2 separate regions of the Mus musculus genome follow, and region 1 is linked to region 2. A link is a contact called in public HiChIP or PLAC-seq data. All regions are on one chromosome and are shown on one strand. Each heading gives the region's core, a stretch centred on a gene start, on an enhancer-like site or on the middle of the called end of the contact. The rest is flanking DNA. Distances are from core to core; before and after follow the strand shown. Region 1 overlaps 9630002D21Rik (a long non-coding RNA gene). Region 2 overlaps Arid4a (AT rich interactive domain 4A (RBP1-like)).

Region 1 (6,299 bases), core at 451-2,950, 650 kb after region 2:
TTCAAGCAAAGGGCCTTAGAGGTTCTGAGAATGAACACAAGATTTGGAGACAGAAGGTTGCTCACAGAGAGTCAAGTGCATCTTCTGATTATCAGAACAGACAGTTTAAGAGATGTCCAGAGTGGCAGAAGAGAGCTTATCAACTTTGACCCATAAGATACCTGCAATCATTTGCCTGGGGCACGTTTGTGAAACACACATTTTTTTTAAAAACCTGTACTAGACTACAACATCAAAATTGCTGACAGTTCATTCCAGGAATCCGGATGCTTAACCAACCTCCCAAGTGAATCTTGCTTTCTTTCTAGTGTGATTGCCATAGCAGCGGCAGTCACAGCGGCAACTGCAGTCGCAGCCGCCAGCTGCAGCAGCAAGTAAGGGCTTGTGAGGCCTAGCCTCCGGCGTAGACCAGAGTTCTTCAGTATCTGCATTTCGTCAAGATTCTCAGGTGAGAGATGTTTACATGCAGAGGAGGAGCGTTGGTTTTCAGATTCATTGCAGCAGCAAAGGCTCTGAGTTTCGACCATGTGAATGCATCAGTACAAACCACAGATGTCCCAGAAGGGACTCCTGGTGTGGCCAGACACCAGCTGGCTGTGTCCTTGATAAGTATTTGCAATCACGTGCCCAGTGACTGGGTTTTGGCTTGCTTTGTTTTGAATCACACATAGAATCACACATAACCTGTATTCTTCTGAATGATTTTGAGATGACAGGGAGAAACCCTGATAGAGACTATGCACCTCCCATAATCGTAAACTCTTGTCATGCCTGGGAGGGACTTCTGTCCTGTCTCTTGGCACAAAAAGGGGTGGGGGGGGAGGATCACTAAAATCTTCAAGAATAAAGAAAGCTACATAATATCTTGTTGACAAATAAAAGCTGGGACTGGTAAAATGCTCCAGTGGAGAGATGCATTTTTGCACAAGGCTGACAACTTGAGTTTGATCCCCAAATCCTACAAGGATTGAGGACCAATTCAAAGAGTTGTCATGGGATTTCTACACAAATAGCTTGACATATGCACACCTGCACTTAAGGCATACATGCACGTGCACGCACGCATGCACTCGAGAGCACACACACACACACACAGAGAGAGAAAGAGAGAGAGAGAGAAAGAGAGAGAGAGAGAGACTTGGGGGTGATGAAGGATAGCCCAGTTACCAATTCTGTATTTTAGGTTTTGGCATTTTACTTTATTCACAATAACTTCATTTTTACTGCTAGGTGTATTACTAAATCGTGTGTCTTGATTATTGGATGATTCAGCACATGCCTCCCTAAGGTTTTAGACCGCAGGCACGAGCCTCATTCCTCCCGGCTTAGTCTCCTCCTGCTCTTTCCTCACAGCACCCAGATTCCCAGAATCAGAATCAGCTGCCTGCCTATAACTTGACCCAGGTTCATTTATGAAATTTTCATAGGCGTTTCCAGTTCACTTATTCAAATTTACTTCTTTTTTTTTTCTTCAAGACAAACACAATGTCAATGAATTCAGACTCTATTGAGAGACTGTGTTAGCTCTAATGTAGCTTCATCCTTTAGAGAGGGTGATGTTGGGCAAGCTGTTTGTCCCCTCCCGGTCACTGTTCACTTATAAAATAAGATAATGGCAGCACTTCAGGGAGAGTCAGTGTGATGTCACGTGTAAGGTACAGCCCAATCAGGGAGACTCAGTGTGATGTCACGTGTAAGGTACAGCCCAATGTCCGATGAGTCATGGACATCTGATCACAGTCGGCTCTGATCACGTAGTACTGCTGTATTACTGCCCAGCCTTGCGGGATTTTGCTTTGCAAGTCACTGATACACTCAAACCAGTGCTTGTCACGCCAGCTTTCTTGTTGTCTTCATCTTAAACTATGCTTGAGGCTGCTGACACCCTAACATTCCTTCAGTTTCCCCAGTTTTGCAGAGGTCTGTCTCTACAAAGTAGTGAGGAAGGCTCTATGCACAGCAAATGTTAACAGGCATTATTTTGAAAGTTTCTTCCTTCCTTCCTTTCCTTCTTTCCTTCCTTTCCTTCTTTCCTTCCTTCCCTTCCTTCCTTCCTTTCCTTCCTTCCTTCCTTTCCTTCCTTCCTTCCTTCCTTCCTTCCTTTCCTTCCTTCTTTCTTTCTTCCTTTCTTCCTTTCTTTCCTTCTTTCTTCCTGTGTATGTTCCTGTGCGTACACGGACATGTGTGGAGTCTAGGACCCCCTTGAATGTCATCCTCAGAAATTCTATCCAGTTCCTCTGAGAAGGAGTCTCTCAGTGGCATGACGCTCATCAGTTAGCCTAGGCTAGCTGACCAGTGAGACTCAGGGTCCTCCTGTCTCACTTGCCAGTGCTCTGATGACAAGTCTGTGACTGTACCTTCCTTCTAAAGCAAATTCTGGGGATCAAACTCATGTCCACGTGTTTGTGAGGCAAACGCCTTATCGGCTGAGCCCTGTCCCCATCCATATCCTGCTGGTTTTAAAAGAGCTTCTCCTTCTCTTCTTGAAAAAAATAAAATAAAATTGGTATGGAAATGTCAGAGAAAAGTAAAGACTTCCACACAGTGTAAGGCCCCTCCCACCTGTCACTCAGACGCAATGGCCCCTCCCACCTGCCACTCAGCTGCAGTGGCCCCTCCCACCTGCCACTCAGCCCTCAGCTGCAATGCTTATCACCTCATTTTCAGTCCTTTTATCTCCCTTCTGCTCCGCCCATCCTCACATTGTTCTAGAATTCTAAGTAAAACACCGCATACTTTAGCATATGAAAGCTTCTTGAACCTAATTTTTGGAAAAACGATGTTTTTTTCCTAATGAAGATGTAATCCCAGAGGTAGGTAAGCATGGTGATGACGGTTTTACTATTACAACATGGTGTTAACACAGGTGCACGTATGCAGAACAGAAGGGAGTTAGAAACTGGAGCCAAGTCAGAGGTTATATGAGTCGGGTGCCAAGGACACTAGAAGGTGTGGCATGGGTGTTTTATGTCTCTAACACTGTGCCACCTTAAGAGAAGCAAACACATCTCATTTTAATGAGGATCTCATTGTCACCATAATCCATAGTGTCTGTCACAGGACACATAGGTTGGAGCTGAGGAATTCAAGGCTAGATCAAATACATCTACATAGGAACACAAAAAGAGGCACACAAAGTGTGTGATCCACTGGGGTATGAATGGTTGGGATGCTGTGTCCTCTTCAGCCTCACTCATCTTTAAGCTGCGTCTTTTTTGGTTTTTTGGTTTTTTGGGTTATTTTGTTTTTTGGGTTTTGTTTTGTTTTGTTTTGTTTTGTTTGGTTTTTTTCAGACAGGGTTTCTCTGAATAGCCCTGGCTGTCCTGGAACTCACTTTGTAGACCAGGCTGGCCTCTAACTCAGAAATCTGCCTGCCTCTGCCTCCCGAGTGATGGGATTAAAGGTGTGTGCCACCATGCCCAACCTTAGGGAACCGTTGAGCATCGTTTTGTTTGCTTTAACTGTGCCTGTGGCTTATTAACAATCCTTCTGCCATCTATGCTCCCTATCAGTGAGTCATGGCAAGTGGCTCATGGTTAACACATGTGGAGCCTCACACAAGGAAATCCTCTACTCTCCATTAGCGTTTGAGAGAGGAGAAAGAAAACCTTGGTGGTAGAAAATCTTTTACCCAAAGCAGAAACTGAATTTCAATATAACATTGATTGTATTATATAATAGGATATGCGGGCATACGTAACTGAGATGCTGAGTTGTTAACTCTAATACAATTAGTACAAGGTCTCTATGAGGAGAAAGAGACTCTGGTGCAAGACATCTGTGTATGGGTGGTATGAAGAGTTAATATCGATAAGTTGTCATTCTTATGCCAGAAATGGTAGTTAACACCTATAAATACATCTTGCAGGAGGATCATGGGTTCAAGCCCAGCCTCAGGTGTATAGTGAGACTGTCTAAAGACAGCCAAGGGCCGGGATGTATGTAGCTCAGAGGTAGATAGAGAGCTTGCTTGCTTAAGCTATATAAGAGTCTGGGTGTGGTCTTCAGCACAGGGAACAGAATGGGGGATTCTTTCAACTACAGATGTTCCTTGATTCATGAATTAAATTGATCATAAATTGAAATGCATTTAGCAATCTAAGACACTTAACCAAACATCATAGTTTGCATACATACATATAGTACATACATGGTAAAGTGTAGGCTGTTTACCCTGATGATCACATGGCTAGCTGGGGGTTGTGACTGCTGCCTTTCAGGTTCATGAACAAGAACTGTAACTCCTACTTCTAGCCAAGGAAAGAATCAGAGTCGATGTATATTGTTTCACTGAATGTGTATCGTGTTTGCACCATTGTAAAGTTAAAAATAATCTTAACTCTGGGACCATAAAAAGACATATAGAGTCAGTGCAATCCTAGTCAAAAAATCCCACTAAGCTATTTTGCAGACATTGACAGGTTTATTCTATAGTCCTTATGGGAAAAAGGGCCAGAAAAACTATCAATCATCATCATCATCGTGCTACTAATACTACTACTAATAGTACCTGACATTCCAAGACTTACCATAAAGCTCTTGTGACCAACACAGCTGAAAAAAGAATAGATAGATCAAGGGGAAGAATGGAGTACTCAGAAACAGACCCTCATAGTGATAGCAAGGGCAGTCCAATGAAAGGGGAACACAGAATGTTTTTTAACAAGCTGGATATGGCACCACTGGATACCCAAATCAAACATCATCATCAACAACAACAACAACAACAATGAAGAGCCTACACAGAGATCAAGAAAGTAATTCAAAATGGGTACTACACCCAGATGGAAAACGCAACACAGTAACACTTCCATGGGTACCAGACCCAGAAGGAAAACGCAACACTGTAACACTTCCAGGAGGTAGCTGAAGTACTCACTGCCCCAGCAGAGACACTAGGCTAACACTGGAACTGTAGGGACATTAGCACTGCCCCTAGACAGCAACGATGTGTCAATGCGTGCAATGTTCCATGTTTCTCACACTCAGACATGATCCTCACATGTCCCCCACCACCCAAGAGTAACTCATGAAAAAAGGATACTCTGTACTTCATTAGAAATTAAAGTTTTCTTTCAAATCTTAAAAGATGCCATTAAGAGATGAAAAAGACCCTCACAGGCTGGGAGAGAATGGTTTGTCCAATAACTAGCTTTCTTGATGCTCCTGCACATTTGCCCCCGTGGGTCCTTCTGCCTAGAGTGCTGTAGGCTAGCACACACCACTGTTCCTCCATACACGCTCCATTTCCCATCTTTACTCAGTATCTCTTCTGACATCTTAAATTTGTATTTTAATGTCTCCCTTTTCTTCTCTTCCTCATCCTTTTTATCTGTAGCTCTTATTATCATCCAGCACACTATTTTGCTTATTGAATACTAGGTGCTGACTAAATATTTATCGAATGAATACCAATACCTCCAATAGCAAAATTCTCCATGCTGTTTCTATAGAAACACCTATACCACCTTTTAAAATAATTCACTCTTCATAGTTTTGACAGACATGGGTGCATGTCTAATGGAGCCGAATCTAAATTAACACCACACAGGTATGGTGTGGACGGAACAGCAGACATGGGGGTCTCATGATCCTGAATGATTTCTGAGGATCAACACCCTAGAAATTGTAATAACAGATGTAATATTTTTAGTTCAAGAGCAATTGTTAAATTTAGCACATTTTGTGCTATCTGTGGAAGAGGCCAATGTGTTCAGACTAAGAAATCCAGAGTCATGTGTTTTCATATTTTCCATCCTAAGTTTATTTCCAGAATGAAAGATAGATATATGCCCAATATCTTTTAAAATCAAAGAATGGGCATTGTCTTTTACAGTGTCATTTAACATGAAAGCAAGAAGCCTTGCCCTTCTCTGTTGTTTCAAAGTAACTGCCTCCATCAGCTGAGTTCATACTGCCATCTAGAGGTCACATCTGAGCACTGCACAAAGGCGGCGGCGCGTTTCAGAGCCTGCCAGAGTGATTAAAAATAAAATAACTAAAACGCTTAAATATATCAAAACGATATGTAATTTCTTCTTAGATCTCTGTTGCTGGAAATTTGAGTTGGAGCAAGAGACTAGAGAAAATGCTGACTGTGTCTAGTAGATGCCAGACAGCACACGAATGTGTGCCTTGTGTCCATTCACTGAAACCTCAGTGTAAGAGAGAGGGACCGTTACTATTACCAGTCCTGCCAAGAAGAAGGCTCAGAACAATCAACCATGTGTCTTCGTGTTTCTTAATAGTTTCGTAGTAGTGGAACCCAAGTCTGTGTGACCCTAAGTTTCTAGGTCCAG
Region 2 (6,418 bases), core at 795-3,294:
AGACAGTAAATGGTGTCTGTGTTATAGTGATTAATTCTGTAATAGTGTAATGTTTCATCCAAGTGGCTAGTGAGAAATGCTAGGAAAAATGCACAGAGCAGAGGCTAAAATTTGCAGGAATAACAGCAAAGAAAAATTCAAAGATAAGGACACTTAGAAAAATAATGTCTCCTTACAGTGTGTCTCTTATGAACTTGCTAAAATTTAGTGGGTACGGTTGCTTTATTCCTGACAGAAAAATAGCAAAAATCACAAACTGTAGGCATGCTTTATGCAGTTTATTCTACATTATTTCTCAGCTGCTCATTTTCCCACTGTTTGGTCAATTGCCACAGGCTTGTTGTAAAGTAGTTCTCTGGCCACCTTAGTGGGCTTCCTTTAGTGAGATCGTGTTTGTTTCAGGGGAAGGATCAGCTGCATTTCCTGCTCTTGGATTTGAGATTTAGTTGCTGAATCATTCTAACTCATCTTGAAGAATAATTCTTAAAACAATTTAACATGCTGATCAATCGAGAGCTGCTTCAAAGCACACATAGCAAGAGGAGAAACCGGAGTGTGATGTGCACTGGCTGATCTGAGGAGCCAGGGCCTACCTGGCTTAGTCATTATGGGCCTTCCCCACACCAGTGAGGCTAACTGCTGTATTACAGTACAGAGCATAGTTCTCCCTCAGATGAAGGGATGCTGGGCTGCTTATGAGGATGGGATGCTGCTCTACAAGGATCTAAAGATCCTTTGGAACATTCTGTAAACCATTAAACAACACTGTAGATCGTCAGCCAGGGTAGGCTAGCAAGCATATGCTGCAGAATCATACAAGTGTTGGTGTTTGTGCAGTGCGAATGAGCAGTAGCCTCTGTTCGTTAACCGTGCTGCGGGGATTCAAGCATTAGTTGGAGCAGTAAGATTGGACATTGTGCAGCTTTCCAGGGGCAGGAGCTTTTTTATTTAGTATTTTATTTCCTACTCAGAGGCCACGTCAGGCTTTGAGTGTAAGCAGCGTGTCTCAGGCTGTGCTTGGAAGAGACTTGCGGATGGGGCAGGAATACTTCCTGTCTGTATTGGTAATTGCAACACATAGATAACTAGGCCAAAAAGAGCTGCTTAGAGATGATTTTTGTGGTCTTATTTAAATGTCTTTGTTAAGAAAGTTTTATATTAGAAAAGACATTACTAATTTTTTTTAGCTTGGAAATTTATTGGAAAGTCCAGATGAATAGAAATGATAGGAATTATTTATTTCTCTTGACTTAGGTTTATATTGGATAAATGTAGGGGAGTTTTCTAAGGGTAAGATGTTAAAAGGTTAATTATCAAGAGGAAATTAACCAGTTTTAGGTTAAATCATCATGACTTTATCAGTAGACCTTGTGTATCAGATTTCATGTGTAACAATGAAAATTAAAATTAGTGAGTTTTTTTATAAGATCTACTCTTTTTGGTCTAATGTATTGACATACTCATTTTTCCAATCTTGAAGCTTTTGTAGGGATTACCATATTTAGTGCCCAAGATAATTTTCCATTGTTGTAAAAGTCATAAGTGCTTAAGTTTTTAAATTCCTGGAAATATGACTATTCTTTTTTTTGGTATTTGAATCAAATGTCATCTGTGTCAATCTCTGCCCATGTAGGTTATAGGCATTTGCTGGTGACTATTCAAGACCACTCTGTGTATAGACCCACAGTAAATGCCTGATAACTCAGGAAAACTGTAATGTCAGTAAAGCTTAAGGTTTTAAATTTTAATATAGATATCAAAGCTGATTTTAATAACTTCAGTTACCAATAATAATAGGCTTTAAGTAGATTTGACACAACCTCCTTTAATGAATACCTTAGATATTAGCTTACATTCAAATACAACAATTTGCTTAAATTTAGACTATTAAACAAGGAAATGAAAAATAACAGTGGGCTGGACAGAGATGGTTAAGGGGCCAAGAGCATGGCAGATTGTGCAAAAGACCTCAGTCTGGCCAGTTTGCTACTTAGCACCCACATGGCAGTTTACAGACATCTCTACCTCCAGCTCCAGGCGATCCAGTGCCCTCTTCTGGCTTACTCAGGCACTGAATGCATATGGAGCACTTGTGTATGCAGGCAGAAACATACATACACATTAAAAAAGAGAAGTCTCTTTATTCTTTTAATTTTTTTTTCTTTTATGAGCACACTGTGGCTGTCTTCAGACACACCAGAAAAGGAAATCATATCCCTTTACAGATGGTTATGAGTCACCATGTGGTTGCTGGGAGTTGACCTTAGGACCTCTGGAAGAGCATTCAGTACTCTTGACCATTGAGCCATCGCTTCAGCCCCGAAATCTCTATTTAAGAAGTCTTAATGAGTTTTTAAAAGTCGTTACTACTTCAGCCTAAAACATAAACAACACTAAATTCACATAATGAGACTAATAAGATTTATACATTTGTTCACATAAATTTAGCTACATTTTAAAAATAGTTATTGTGTAGAGGTGTTCTATCTGTATGAATGTCTTTGCACTACTTGCATGCCTGGTATCTGTGGAGGCCAGAAGGCGGGAGTCAGAATCCCCTGGAACTGGGAATCAAATCCAGGTCCTCTGGAAGAGCAGCCAGTGCTCTTAACCATGGCGCCATCTCTCCATGGTTAAAAAAAAAAAAAAAGTTTTACGTAATCATACTTTATATTAGAGGTCATATAAGAGGTTTGGGTGACGTTAAAAACTTGATGATAACCAGCTGGTGATGGTGCATGCCTTTAATCTTAGCACCTGGGAGGCAAAGGCAGGAGGATTTCTGTGAATTTGAGGTCAGCCTGGTCTACAAACAGGGTTACATAGAGAGCCCTTGTCTTGAAACACACACACACACACACACACACACACATGCAGTATTTGCAAACAAATAATAAATAAATAAGATAAATAAATGGTCTTGATGAGAGCACGACTATCACATCTTGATTATAGTGTATGTATCATTTCAAGTGGAAAAGTAATTTATTGGGTTTACTTTAACTTTTGAAATGCAAGAGTCATAAAATTATTTTAAGTGGGATGGTTAAATTGTAAAACAGCATCTTGCAGTAAATATATCACTTCCTTTGTGTTCCTGGAAGTGTTTGGCATGTGTGTAACAGTGAGGAATGGTATTTCAGTGAGGAATGGTATTTCTGTAAATTTTAGGATCTGAGTTAACTGGTTCTCCAACTATTACTGGGTAATTCAGTGTTTGCAATCAAGTCATCTTCTTTGAATGTCACCTTGTCTCCACTCCGGCTTTGGAAAGAAACCCCCTAAGTTTCGGGTGGGAGCAGATTATGAACCGCATGAGGCATGAGAGGAGACTTAGACCCAACAGCCTGTTCTTTTTCCCAGGCACACTTGACAGCGTGTCGCCCTCTGAGAGCCAGGTCCCTGGGGTTCTGCTCTGGATCAGAAGTCTGAGTCTATCAGCTCCCTCTCCTCCTCCTCTAGCCCATTCCATTCTGTTCCCGCCTCTTCTGCCCTCAAGTTTCCTCCACTTGTCTGTCTGTCTGTCTGTCTGTCTGTCTGCGCTTACCCTTTTGTCCAGGTTGCTCAGTTGCATCTGTCACTGTGGTGTCTTGTCCTCTCATCACAACCAGAACAACTGCTGACAGTCACCAGAGACCTTTAACCAAACAACAGTGTTTCTTATCTCATCTGACACCTTAGTAGCACTCAGATGGCATGACATTACATTGGTTTTCTGGTTTACTTCCCAACTAAATGATAGAATGACCCCAAATCTCTGTGCACACCTCAGATGTCTCTTGGCTACAGACATTTATATAAAACTGTCTGGAATTTTTTTCATGTTTATAAGTACTCAAACTCAGTATGCCCACAGCTTCGATTACCTCCCTTCCTGGCCATTCCTAATCTATTTTAATAAAAGCACCACACCCAGTTGCCTAAGCCAGATACACAGAAGGCACCTTGATTGTTTTCTTGGTCTTTCCATCTGAATCCATTCAGACACAAACCCTTTGTCTTCTACCTCCTTGAATAGCTCCTTACTTTGCCCACCTCTTTACATTTTTACTCTGCCGCACTTGGTCCAGGCAATCTCTGGCTTTTCCTAGACTAGTGCATTAGCACATAACTGCTGGCCTGCCCCTCCCCCTCCCCCAGGCTGGTCTCTGCACTAGATCTGAAGCTAGTTTTTTCAAACCAGAAACTACATGTGATCCCTTTGGGAATAAATAATTTTAGGACACAAAAGAGGTGTTTTTTTTTTTTAACTTTTTACTTAAAATATTTCTAAAGCATGTTATGTAATATCTCTTTTTCAAAGCAGTGTACTTGGCATTACTTAATGTCACATTATTCCAGATTTATTTATTCAGGAAATTCACTGCTGTCAGGACCTTTGGACCTTACACAAATACTGCCTACTTAATTTTTAAAACTTATTTCTCTTTTGCTTTATAGTTAGTTATTTATGTACATTTTATTTGGGTAGAGGAGGCTCACCAGCCATGCTAGTCAGGGGCTTGAACTCTGGCTGTGAGGCTTGGTAGCAACCCGCCACCATTATCCACTGAGCCATCTCCCCACCCCTGTGTATTTAAGGCAGGAGCTCTAGAAGCCTAAGCAGAAGATGACCTTGAATTCCCCCTACCTTTACCTCCCAAGCTCTGGGATGGCAACTGTATCCTATTTCCTGCTCTACTATCTGGTTTTGTATTTGAAACTTTGTACATAGTTGGGTTTTTGTTTGTTTTTTGTTTTGTTTTGTTTTTACTTTGTAGATTGTTCATTAGCGTCTATGTTAAGTTCTCCCTCCCTCGCCCTCCCTCACCTTTTCTGGGATGTAGTGTTGCTCTGCTGCCCAGGCTGACCTTGAATTCCTGCGCTCTTGAATTCTCTTGGCTCTGCCTCCTGAGTAGCTGCGACTACAGGTGCAGGTCATTGTACCAAGCCTTTTCTTTTTCATTTTTTTAGATTTATTTCATTTTATATGTATGAGTGTGTTGCCTGAATGTATGTTTGTGCACTGTGTGCATGCTTGGCGTCTAGGGAAGTCCGAATAAGGCATCAGATCTGCTGGAACAGGACTTAGGGACACCTGGGAGACACTGTGTGGACTCTGAGAGTCAAATACTTCTGCAGGAGCAGCAAGAGTTCTTAACTGTTGAACTGTCTCTCCAGCCACTTAAAAAGTATTCTTAGGGCTAAAGAGATGGCTCAGTGGTTAAGAGCACTGACTACTCTTCCAGAGGTCCTGAGTTCAATTCCCAGCAACCACATGGTGGCTCACAACCATCTGTAATGGAATCCAACATTCTCTTCAGCTGTGTCTGAAGACAGCAACAGTGTACTCATACACAAAAAAGAAATAAATATTTAAAAAAATCTTTTTGGGTGCTAGAGAAGAGATAGCTGAGCAGTTAAGAGCACTGACTGCTCTTCCCGAGGGCCAAGGATCAATCCCAGCACCCATGTGGGGCTCACAGCTCTGTAACTCCGGTTCCAGGGATCAACACCCTTGCAGACATACATGCAGGCGAAACACCAGTGCACATTTAACAAGTACTAAATACATTTTAAAACATATTCTTAAAATATTTTTCTTTTTAAATTGAAGTCGTTATTAACTATTCCACCGAGGCACTGTAATGTGTCTGTTGTATTGGAACAGAACATCTGCCAGCAGTAAAGTAAACCTTTTCTCATCACTGTTGGAATCACCCTCTGTTAGGGTGTGAGCAGGGGAAGCCGACTAATCCAAATCACTTTTTGCTTGTTTTTACAGACTTGTTGGTTTTCTTTTTTTTTTCTTTTTTTTTTTAAATTAGGTATTTTCCTCATTTACATTTTCAATGCTATCCCAAAAGTCCCCCATACCCACCCCCCCAATCCCCTACCCACCCACTCCCCCTTTTTGGCCCTGGTGTTCCCCTGTACTGGGGCATATAAAGTTTTCGTGTCCAATGGGCCTCTCTTTCCAGTGATGGCCAACTAGGCCATCTTTTGATACATATGCAGCTAGAGACAAGAGCTCCGGGGTACTGGTTAGTTCATATTGTTGTTCTACCTATAGGGTTGCAGATCCCTTTAGCTCCTTGGGTACTTTCTCTAGCTCCTCCATTGGGGGCCGTGTGACCCATCCAATAGCTGACTGTGAGCATCCACTTCTGTGTTTGCTAGGCCCCAGCATAGTCTCACAAGAGAGAGCTATATCTGGGTCCTTTCAGCAAAATCTTGCTAGTGTATGCAATGGTGTCAGCATTTGGAAGCTGATTATGGGATGGATCCCTGCATATGGCAATCACTAGATGGTCCATCCTTTCGTCACAGCTCCAAATTTTGTCGACTTGTTGGTTTTCAAATGCAAACTGCCTACCCTCTTATCAGTATGAATGTGTATATCTAAGAGATTGTGTGTGTGTGTGTGTGTGTGTGTGTG

Evidence for each region. HiChIP or PLAC-seq counts read pairs in DNA pulled down with a chosen protein or histone mark.
Region 1: an H3K27ac HiChIP or PLAC-seq map of the NIH/3T3 cell line shows a contact between it and region 2, with 7 times the contacts expected there. The contact joins two enhancer-like sites. A contact is called at or near these places in 1 of 115 datasets of contacts at active chromatin or transcription factors (the NIH/3T3 cell line) and 1 of 9 other capture datasets (embryonic stem cells).

What each region holds. Positions count from the first base shown.
Region 1 is chr12:71,702,016-71,708,314 of GRCm38.p6, forward strand. All of the region lies in intron 2 of 9630002D21Rik (a long non-coding RNA gene), which reads left to right. Among named protein-coding and RNA genes, the nearest start is that of Gm46356, 76 kb to the left of the region's middle. Within about 2 kb of position 1,701, at least 24 of the 459 cell types and tissues checked have an H3K27ac peak or open chromatin away from gene starts, as enhancers often do. A contact at or near this core is called in the NIH/3T3 cell line, where this site is marked.
Region 2 is chr12:71,049,142-71,055,559 of GRCm38.p6, forward strand. The region is part of intron 11 of Arid4a (AT rich interactive domain 4A (RBP1-like)); the gene reads left to right. Among named protein-coding and RNA genes, the nearest start is that of Arid4a, 36 kb to the left of the region's middle. Within about 2 kb of position 2,045, at least 42 of the 459 cell types and tissues checked have an H3K27ac peak or open chromatin away from gene starts, as enhancers often do. A contact at or near this core is called in the NIH/3T3 cell line, where this site is marked.